Linked DNA regions of Sus scrofa: all the other regions are linked to region 1. A link is a contact called in public HiChIP or PLAC-seq data. All regions are on one chromosome and are shown on one strand. Each heading gives the region's core, a stretch centred on a gene start, on an enhancer-like site or on the middle of the called end of the contact. The rest is flanking DNA. Distances are from core to core; before and after follow the strand shown. Region 1 has its middle 180 kb from the start of SGMS1. Region 2 has its middle 24 kb from the start of SGMS1. Region 3 overlaps SGMS1 (sphingomyelin synthase 1).

Region 1 (3,131 bases), core at 404-2,903:
TTAGTGCACATACTGGGCAGATATAAAGTCATAGTTTAAGAACCAGTTGACGGGAACAGTCAATAGGAACAAAATAAGACTAAGAGTGAAGAGGCCTGGTTTCTGAAACTGGAACTAAGGATCTGACCGCACGCAAATCAGAATTTCTCTGGATCTATTTTTTTCATCTGTGATATGGCCTGTGAGTATTTATTGCACCCTGGACACGAGTCAAGCATTGTGCATATACTGGCTCACCGTAATCCCCGCACAGCACAAAGAAACCCTCACTTGACAGCCGAGGAAACTGAGGCGTGAAGTTACAGAGCTTGTCTCAAATGGCAGAGCCAAAACAGAACACAAGCCATCTGGAGCCAAAGCTTGCTGCCGGACTAGAAGATTTCTGGGGTTCCTTCCCGCTCAAACCCTCTATGACTCTCACATTCTAGGAATGAGCTGTGCTTATCTAGTCACATTTATGCCAGTTTTTTTGTAGGTGCTCAGTGCCCTTCACAAGTAACAAATCTTTTAGGAGTTACCATTGTGGCGCGGCAGTAACAAACCCAACTAGTATCCACAAGGATGCGCCTTAATCCCTGGCCTCGATCAGTGGGATCAGTGGGTTAAGAATCTGGCGTTGCCATGAGTTGTGGTGTAGGTCACAGACGGGGCTTGGATCCTGCATTGCTGTGGCTGTAGCTGTGGCTGTGGCCAGAAGCTACAGCACTGATTTGACCCCTAGCCTGGGAACCTCCCTATGTTGAAGGTGTGGCCCTAAAAAGCAAAATAAAAAAAAAAAAAATTTTTAAAAAGAGTAACAAATCTTTTATCTTCGTACACTGAGAGATTCAAAGCAGCTACCAAGACCCTGACTTTAACAAAAAAATCCATGTGGTAATTCAGATGTTTCTTGATGATTCAACTCTCAACTGATATAGGAAGAACTGAGTTACTAGCTAAATTCAAAGGCGGAAGGATGCAGGACAAAGAAACATTTGGCTTTCAGAGTATGTGAGGCTGGAAATACTTCCACAAACAGTTGCCAGGCTCACTAGCTGGTCTCTGCTGACCACTATTTCAGATGAGCTCACACCACCCCCACTGAGGACTCCGGAAGTTTGCCCATCACTCACAACCAGGAGAAACAAGGAAGGAGAGACTGCAGTAACATCTCCAAGCCACCAGAGAGCATATCCTCATCTGGGTTCAACAGACAGTTAAAAATCTCAGAGTCCAGCCTAGTTGGTGTGCATTTCCTTCTTTCAGATCAACAAATAAGTCTGAGGCCCCAGGCACTCTTTAGTTCAACTTACCCCAACCCAAATGAATGAATCCAACTACCACTTTCTAGATCAGAGATTCTAGGAGTCAGCTGTGCACAAAAGGCCAGGTGACGGCCTTTTGTGATTAAATTGATTAAAATGTAGTTTCCTGGTTTCCATAGCCATAGACTTTGGTTTGGTGGGTATGGGGCTCAGGAATCTACTTTCCCCTAACACTCCCTGCATGCATCCCCTCCTCCCCCAGCACACACACACAAACGCAGCACCCTGTACCCCTGCCATTCACACAGGTAGAAAAAGACCACACTTTGAAAAACACTGTCATGGAAGCTGACATGGTCACTGCTGTGGCCCTTACTAGATGATCCAGCACTTCCAATCAAAAGAAAACCTTGGCAGCAGAGTTCCTGGCAGCTTCAGCAACTCATTCCCAGCATCAAACGTCTGCCTTGAGAACATCAGAGCAGTAATTTCACTCTGAACTACAGGCAGATGCCAGCTTCCTATTAGGCACTTGCAGTGCCTTCCTATTAGGCACTCTGGGGTATCTAATAGCACGTGGTGGGACGGGGTGGGCCACCTGGGCCTCGATATCAGCCCCTGATGGTCGCTGTTTTTGAACCCATCATTCTCTGGCCAGATGGGAGACTGGGGTTGCCACTGTCCCAAGACCTTGTCCACAGGACAGGCACTCTATACACACAGGCCAAGCAGTCTTGTGGCTCCTGAAACAAAATAATCGCACATGGCTAATTCAATTAAAGGAATGCATTATACCATAGTCAAAATGCACCTTGCTAAAATGCCATGATACTGAAACCATGCCAAATCCTCTTATATAACAGCCTCTTTTTATGGAACCTTCTTCCTATGCAATCAGTCCCCTAGTGACTGGGGATTAAGTTACAAGGATCCACAGGTGCAGGGTTTCTGATTACACCTGTGTGTCCTTTGGAATGAAGGTACTGAAAATCCATCTCCAAGTGCCAGAGGTACACAGATGCCAGCTCCCAGGCCAGGCCTGACACCAGGTCTCACCAGGGAAGGCACCACAGGAGGCCGGAGGGGTTCAGCCTAAAAGAGACATAAATACCACCCAGGGTCGTTTCCAACACCGGGCCTCAGGCCAAGCCCAATAATCTTGTTGTTCCACATGAGGTTAAAATGCAGAAGGAACACAACACCCCTGCACCCAGAGACAGTCCTGCTCCAGTGACACAGCCAAGAGCCAGAATCAGGTACAGCCTCCCGGAGACCACAGGTTAGAGCACTGGCTTTCCTGAGTCCCCCAGGAGGACACAGTTAGAGAGGAGAACCAGCAGAAAGAATGCGACACAGTGTGGATGAAAAAGCACCTGCCACAAGTAAGTGACTGGTATAAGGAAGCCACCCAGTGGGGAGGGAGAGGGTCATGCTTGAGAAGAGCACAGAGGAGCTGCTAAAGGGGTGGACAAGGTCTATCTCTTGGCCTGGTAACGGCAACATGTTTACATTGTGACCATCAATATTTATTTATTTATTTATTTTGCTGCATGCATGGCACGTGGAAGTTCCTGGGCCAGGGACGGAACCTGTGCCACAGCAGTGACAACGCCAGATATGGTCATCAATTTTTGTTTTCTGTACTTGGATGAAGGCGTACAAGTTTTTTAAAGGCATCTGCAATATGACTTTACTGTAAGCCCAGTGCTCTGGCTCTGGGGATCACACAGCCCTGACAGCTGCCTCTGACCCTAAGCACCTGTGACAACCAGAACGCAGCGATGCTCTCCACTGGAGACCACACACCAGGAGCAGAGTCCTCTCTCCACAGAGCTCTCCAAATTCCACAACTCAAACGTAGTGCGAGCCAATGGAGCCCTTTATAGA
Region 2 (2,933 bases), core at 126-2,625, 150 kb before region 1:
GATCACATTATTGGTTAAAGATTGCATTGATACCAGGAAAGAGCTCTACTAAATCCTGGATTCGTGGAGATTTCTCTTACACCAAGCTACAGCTCTGTAAGAGGAAGCGCTTGTCAGACTGGATGAAATATATTAGGATTCAGACTGGCTGGAACCACCTGTACTTCACTTTACGGTTCATGATCACTATCTCTGAGCTTTGACACTAAGGAACACATTCCAGTGTCTTCAACCATTGTTCATAGTCTCTAGACCCTCTCCAAACCTGATTACTCTGTTCTGGACACGCACGTAGACACAAACCTGGAAATTTTCACTACCTCCTTAAGAAGAAAAGAGGTAGCAGTAACAAAAGACTAAAGCATGACACATACAAATTATAGTCAGGCTCTGTTTTTAAACACTTTACATGAACGATCTAATTTGATCTTCAACAGCCGTATGAGGAAGTATTATCAGCATTTTATAAATGAAGAGACCGAGGCACAGTGGTCAAAGAACTTGCCCAAGGCCAGGCTCCAAGGTCCCAATTCTTAACCACTGTCTACACTGCTTCAAAGAACTGTGGGATTATCACCTGCTTGGATCTAAATTCTCTACCTCCACTAATACGTGCGTTCTGTTGTCCTGCTGTACCAAATGCCCTCATCAAGGAACACTGCTGGCACTTTGTTTACATCTGACATCACCCTACTGATCATCCCTCTGTGAGTATAACCAGACAAAAGCGCACTTGCCTATACTGCTGTGCAACCCACATTTGTCCATCTTTTTGTTTTTGGTCTTTTTTGGGCCACACCCTCAACATACGGAAGTTTCCGGGCTAGGGATCAATTTGGAGCTGCAGCTGCCGGCCTACATCAAAGCCGAAGCAACACAGGATCTGAGCTGTGTCTTCGACCTACACCGCAACTCACAGCAACACTGGATCCTTAATCCAGTGATCAAGGCCAGGGATCAAACCAGAGTACTCATGGATACTAGTCGGGTTCATTACCGCTGAGCCAACAGGAACTCCAACACATCTGTCCATCTTGAGTAGAACACATAGCACTTTGTTATATATTCTGCCAGAGCAGATGTGTCCTATCTATGGCATGTCCAGATACACTTGTTCAGTAACTATGGAAAAAGAAACGAGGTCAACTGAAGATGAGTAATACTAGATACTGATCTCCACTTTTTCTAAGTGACTCCAATCCATCTTTTTGAAAATGTGATTTAATAATCTGTTAAACATCAACATATGCTCTGCATTTAAGGTTTCCAGACTCTGCCGTCTCCCCTGTTTTGAAAATCAAGTTGTTTGGCATACTTCCTCCTCTCCATGGGTTTCTCAAGATCACCCCCAAGTGGTTTTATCATCACACTGGCATGGTTTTTCGAAATCCCCAAGAACTCAAGTCACTAAAGGCAGCTGGGATTTAGAGAGGTAAGTTTAAGGAGGAGGCCAAAGCAGGCTTGCTTTGCCTGGGAAGGTGGGTGGGTGTACAGTGTCAAACAGACGGCAAGAATGATGAGGCATGGTGTGAGCAATACTTGGTCCTAGAACAGATACTGCAGTTCTTGGTCCTCTAAGAAGGTGACATTGCCCTCCTGCATTATGTGACATCCCAACAGACACTCCAGAAGATGGACTCTCCCAGAACTGGCTGCCCCTGGTGAGACATGCTGAAACTTCCCCACTTCCATCCAACAAGAAAGGTTCTAGCACTCAGAGTGTGCCTTGTGACCTCACCATTCCTAACCAGCACGTTCAACACCAACCTAAGTGTGAGCAGAAATTTACCATCATTTCACAGAGCATGCAAAATTCTGCCAGGGTGCAACCACACACCAAAGATTCAACCACTGCACATCCCAGGACATAGCTGTTGGGTGTTACAATTAGAGAACAGCTGAGTTGTACCTGGTGAGGAGAAGAATTTGTACATCCAGAACCAGAAGGGCTTCAGGAAAAAAAGGTCCCCCAAATCAACAACTGTGAGGCAGCCTCGTGAAGAAAGCTTGCTTAGTTAATATTTGAAAACCACAAGCTTCCAAAGCAAATGAATTATTCCTTGAACTTTGATATTTTGGCACAGGGGCAGAGAAGCTTTTTAAAATCTCTTAAAAATCTCCTTTGAACAAAGAACCTCCTCTGGATTACTTCACACAGAAAAATCAACACTATGATAGGAATAATTGGAGCCACAAGGGAAAAATTACAACGCTTAAAGGCTACTTTCAAATGTAAACTAAATTAACTAGCTGTGAAATTTGGAGTGGATTATGTAAACTTGCTGAGGCTGTTTCTCGGTTTATAAAAGAGATAATAACGTTCTACCTCTCGGCATTCTTGTGACAAGTAAAATGAGGCTGTGGCTCCAAAGCATCTCGCTTAAATGTTCAGCTCTGTTACAACTATTAGGTGAAACCTGAATCAAAATTCAAATTTAATTACCCCTTTATATTTTAGACATCTTAGAGAGTTAATGTTTTCCCATTTTCATGACCTGAGGGGCCTTTTCCAAATACCCCAGTGTATTTAAGGCCTTTTCTGTCAATACCACAGGCTGTTTCCCAAAAGAAATAAGATCCCAAGGTGTTACCTATTATGCAGAAGCCCTTGATCAGTTCAACTCAAAGCAAGTGAGTTTAACAAGTAGCCTATGAGCACAGAAATACTGGTACTAGGAGTTCAAAGTGCAAGTAATCAAAAATTCTAAAACTATTTTAGGAGTTCCTGATGTGGGGCAGGGATTGGTGGAGTCGCTGCAGTGCTGGAACACAGGTCCAATCCCCAGGCCAGCACAGTGGGTTAGGGATCCGGCACTGCCATAGCTGTGGCTCCAATCTGATCCCTGGCCCAGGTATTCCATATGCCAGAGTCTGGGGTGGGGGGAAGGGGAGGTACCTATTTTAATTATTTCATTTGGAAGTGATTTCTTTCT
Region 3 (2,969 bases), core at 86-2,585, 220 kb before region 1:
TGACTTGAAGTGAAAAAGTCAAATGACTTTATCCATGTGACTTCATCAATATTAACATGGTGACAACTTGGAAGTGGCTGTTAGTAAGAATTTTCTGATTTTTGGCATTTACTTAATCTTTTTGAAATTAAGCTTAGAGCATCTTCAATGTATAATATTATACAAGAATCTCCTACCATAAACTTTAAAAAGCAGGATATAAAAGTGTTTCCAAAAATTGTATGCTATTAAGATATGTATTTCCTTAAAGAATTTTACACCTTAGAATTCTTTCCTGCTTAAGTTTAAAAGTTCAAGATGTGCTAAAAAAAAAAAAAAAAAAAAAAAAGAGGTTTAAAGTAGTTAAATTGTAACAAGGTAACAAAAAAGCCACAGAAGAAATCTTAATGAGGTATTTCCAGAGATTTGGCAAATGCCAAGAACAAGATGCACATTATGATTCTCAAAACTCCAGTGGGGTTGCTCTCAAAGGGGATCCATCCCTCTTTCCATGTTGGAAAGAAGTCTGGTTCCCATCTGCTCACACTTTGCAATGACCTCACAGACACCTGTACTGGGTCCCAGTTATCTATTCCTCCCCCAAGTATTTGAGTAATAGGCTCCTTACTTCTTTCTCTGACAGAAACGAATAACATTAATTGTTAAATTTGATGATAAGGAAATATGAATAAAAGTGTTAATATTTTATAGATAATTATTAAGACTTGTTAGAATAGTATCTTATGTCCAGAATGGGTAACTTTATTAAACTTTTTAATATTCCTACTTAAAAGAGGAAAAAGTACCCAGAACCTGATTAATTACTACCCAAAATAGACTGAAAACAGCACTACTACATTGTTTTTGGAGTATGATACATTGGTCTGAAATTCCAAAAGAAAACCCATGAAGGAAATGAATATATTGGAAAGTAAAATTAAAATACTGGAAAGTTCTTTCGTTTCCCACAAGCTATCTCTTTCAACTGAGCCAGAGCCAGAAGACACACAATTCTTTCAGTGCTCAGACCTGCTCTGCCAGCTCTTGAGGGAAGCTATTGGCTTTCAGAAACAAACAGGTCCTGAGACAGAGCATTGGAACTAATCGATAGCCCAAAGTAGGAGGCAATAAACAGGAGAGAGCGCACATACATCTGGACCCGGAGCAGGGAGGCCCATATCTTTGGAGCAGCCACGGAGGCCTACGCACAGTTCAGGTACCTGCTCGGACATTCCACTAATGTGCCCTGGGGACAAGGTGTATAGCTCATCTGGCACATGGATGCTGGCTGTACCTTTAACAAAGCCTCACTTGATATGGATCATCCCAATCAACTTTCCTAGAAATTGGCTTCCTCACCAGCAAGAGGATATCTTTCTTATGAATCAGAGAATTGCTCATTACCAAGGCATTTCCCCAGGCTGTTATTAACAGCTAAGATTTTGCCAAATTTCTCCTCCAGGCCAAACTTCGTGCTATTTAGTTCTTAAAACAACCTGCAGTGCAAGACTACAATGATCCTTATTTTACAGATGAGGAAATTGTGGTTCAGAGAGTTGAAGCTGAAATATAAATATATTACACAAGACAAAAAGATTTAGGCAATGGCTTTAAACTGTGTAAGAAATCCCAATTTTATTTTGAGACTGTGCTGCAGTGTACCAATAGGTGAGGCAACATCTTCACATTTAAGCTCTATTTCAAAATCCACTTAACTCAGGTTTTTTTTTTTTTTTTTTTTTTTTTTGCTTTTCTAGGGCCGCATCCATGGCATATGGAGGTTCCCAGGCTAGGGGTCTAATTGGAGCTGTAGCAGCTGGCCTACACCACAGCCACAGCAACGTCAGATCTGAGCCAAGTCTGTGACCTACATGCCAGGTCCTTAAACCCACTGAGTGAGGCCAGGGATCAAACCCACAACCTCATGGTTCCTAGACTGATTCGTTTCTGCTTCACCAAGACGAGAACTCCTTAACTCAGATTTTTTATGCAGTGTATTATGTCATACTGACACTATTCTACAAAATAATATCATTATTTTGATAATAATCATAATTATGTTAATTATTAAAATACTGAAAAAAAAATCTTCATAGATATCCAATAGTAAATCATCTACTTTTCATTACTGTTCACACAGTCTACGCCCAGTTAGATTTGCTTACATTCCCCCAATGTTTGACCAGTTTTTCTGAAATGTTATCCACTTCTCAATATTTTGTCATTCATGCATGAACTTCCACAATGACCTTCAACCTACTCTCCTAATTCCATTCATGCCTCTGTAAGACCCCTTCTACATAGAGTAGGCAGAATCAACTTTATAACAGTTAAACAGAGTATGTCCTTTAAAACCATCCAATAGCAACTACTTTGCATAAAATCCAAGTCCTTTACCAAGCCCTCGAGGCCCTGGAAGACCTGGCCTGACTCTCTCCAACCTCGCCTCCCACTGTTCTCCCCATCATTCCTAAATTCTAGCTTCAGTCCAAAGCCCTCAGTGCCCTTGAACGCATCACACCAAGTCCCTTCCGCTTTAGGTAGGACCTCTGTACCAGCCACTCCCTCTGCCTGGACGCCTGGAACCCTGCCTGTCATTCAAAGCTCTTACACACCACCTACTCTGAAGAAGCTTCCCAGTGCTATTTTCTTTTCTTTTCTTTTTTTTTTTTTTTTTTTTTTTTTTTGTCTTTTTGCCATTTCTTGGGCCGCTCCCAAGGCACATGGAGGTTCCCAGGCTAGGGGTCTAATCAGAGCTGTAGCCGCCAGCCTACGCCAGAGCCAAAGCAACGCAGGATCTGAGCCGCGTCTGCAACCTACACCACATCTCACGGCAACACCGGATTGTTAACCCACTGAGCAAGGCCAGGGATCGAACCCACAACCTCATGGTTCCTAGTCGGATTCGTTAACCACTGCGCCACGACGGGAATTCCCAGTGCTATTTTCTATTTTACTTTGCTCATAGCCTCTTAATCCCACTCCCACAT

Evidence for each region. HiChIP or PLAC-seq counts read pairs in DNA pulled down with a chosen protein or histone mark.
Region 2: an H3K27ac HiChIP or PLAC-seq map of alveolar macrophages shows a contact between it and region 1. The contact joins two enhancer-like sites. A contact is called at or near these places in 3 of 47 Hi-C or Micro-C datasets (liver, mesenchymal stem cells and skeletal muscle) and 1 of 2 datasets of contacts at active chromatin or transcription factors (alveolar macrophages).
Region 3: an H3K27ac HiChIP or PLAC-seq map of alveolar macrophages shows a contact between it and region 1. The contact joins two enhancer-like sites. A contact is called at or near these places in 1 of 47 Hi-C or Micro-C datasets (heart right ventricle) and 1 of 2 datasets of contacts at active chromatin or transcription factors (alveolar macrophages).

What each region holds. Positions count from the first base shown.
Region 1 is chr14:99,393,113-99,396,243 of Sscrofa11.1, forward strand. It overlaps a transcript of SGMS1 not described here. Among named protein-coding and RNA genes, the nearest start is that of SGMS1, 180 kb to the left of the region's middle. Within about 2 kb of position 1,654, at least 25 of the 83 cell types and tissues checked have an H3K27ac peak or open chromatin away from gene starts, as enhancers often do. A contact at or near this core is called in alveolar macrophages, where this site is marked.
Region 2 is chr14:99,239,651-99,242,583 of Sscrofa11.1, forward strand. It overlaps a transcript of SGMS1 not described here. Among named protein-coding and RNA genes, the nearest start is that of SGMS1, 24 kb to the left of the region's middle. Within about 2 kb of position 1,376, at least 11 of the 83 cell types and tissues checked have an H3K27ac peak or open chromatin away from gene starts, as enhancers often do. A contact at or near this core is called in alveolar macrophages, where this site is marked.
Region 3 is chr14:99,170,001-99,172,969 of Sscrofa11.1, forward strand. The region is part of intron 2 of SGMS1 (sphingomyelin synthase 1); the gene reads right to left. Among named protein-coding and RNA genes, the nearest start is that of ASAH2, 30 kb to the left of the region's middle. Within about 2 kb of position 1,336, at least 17 of the 83 cell types and tissues checked have an H3K27ac peak or open chromatin away from gene starts, as enhancers often do. A contact at or near this core is called in alveolar macrophages, where this site is marked.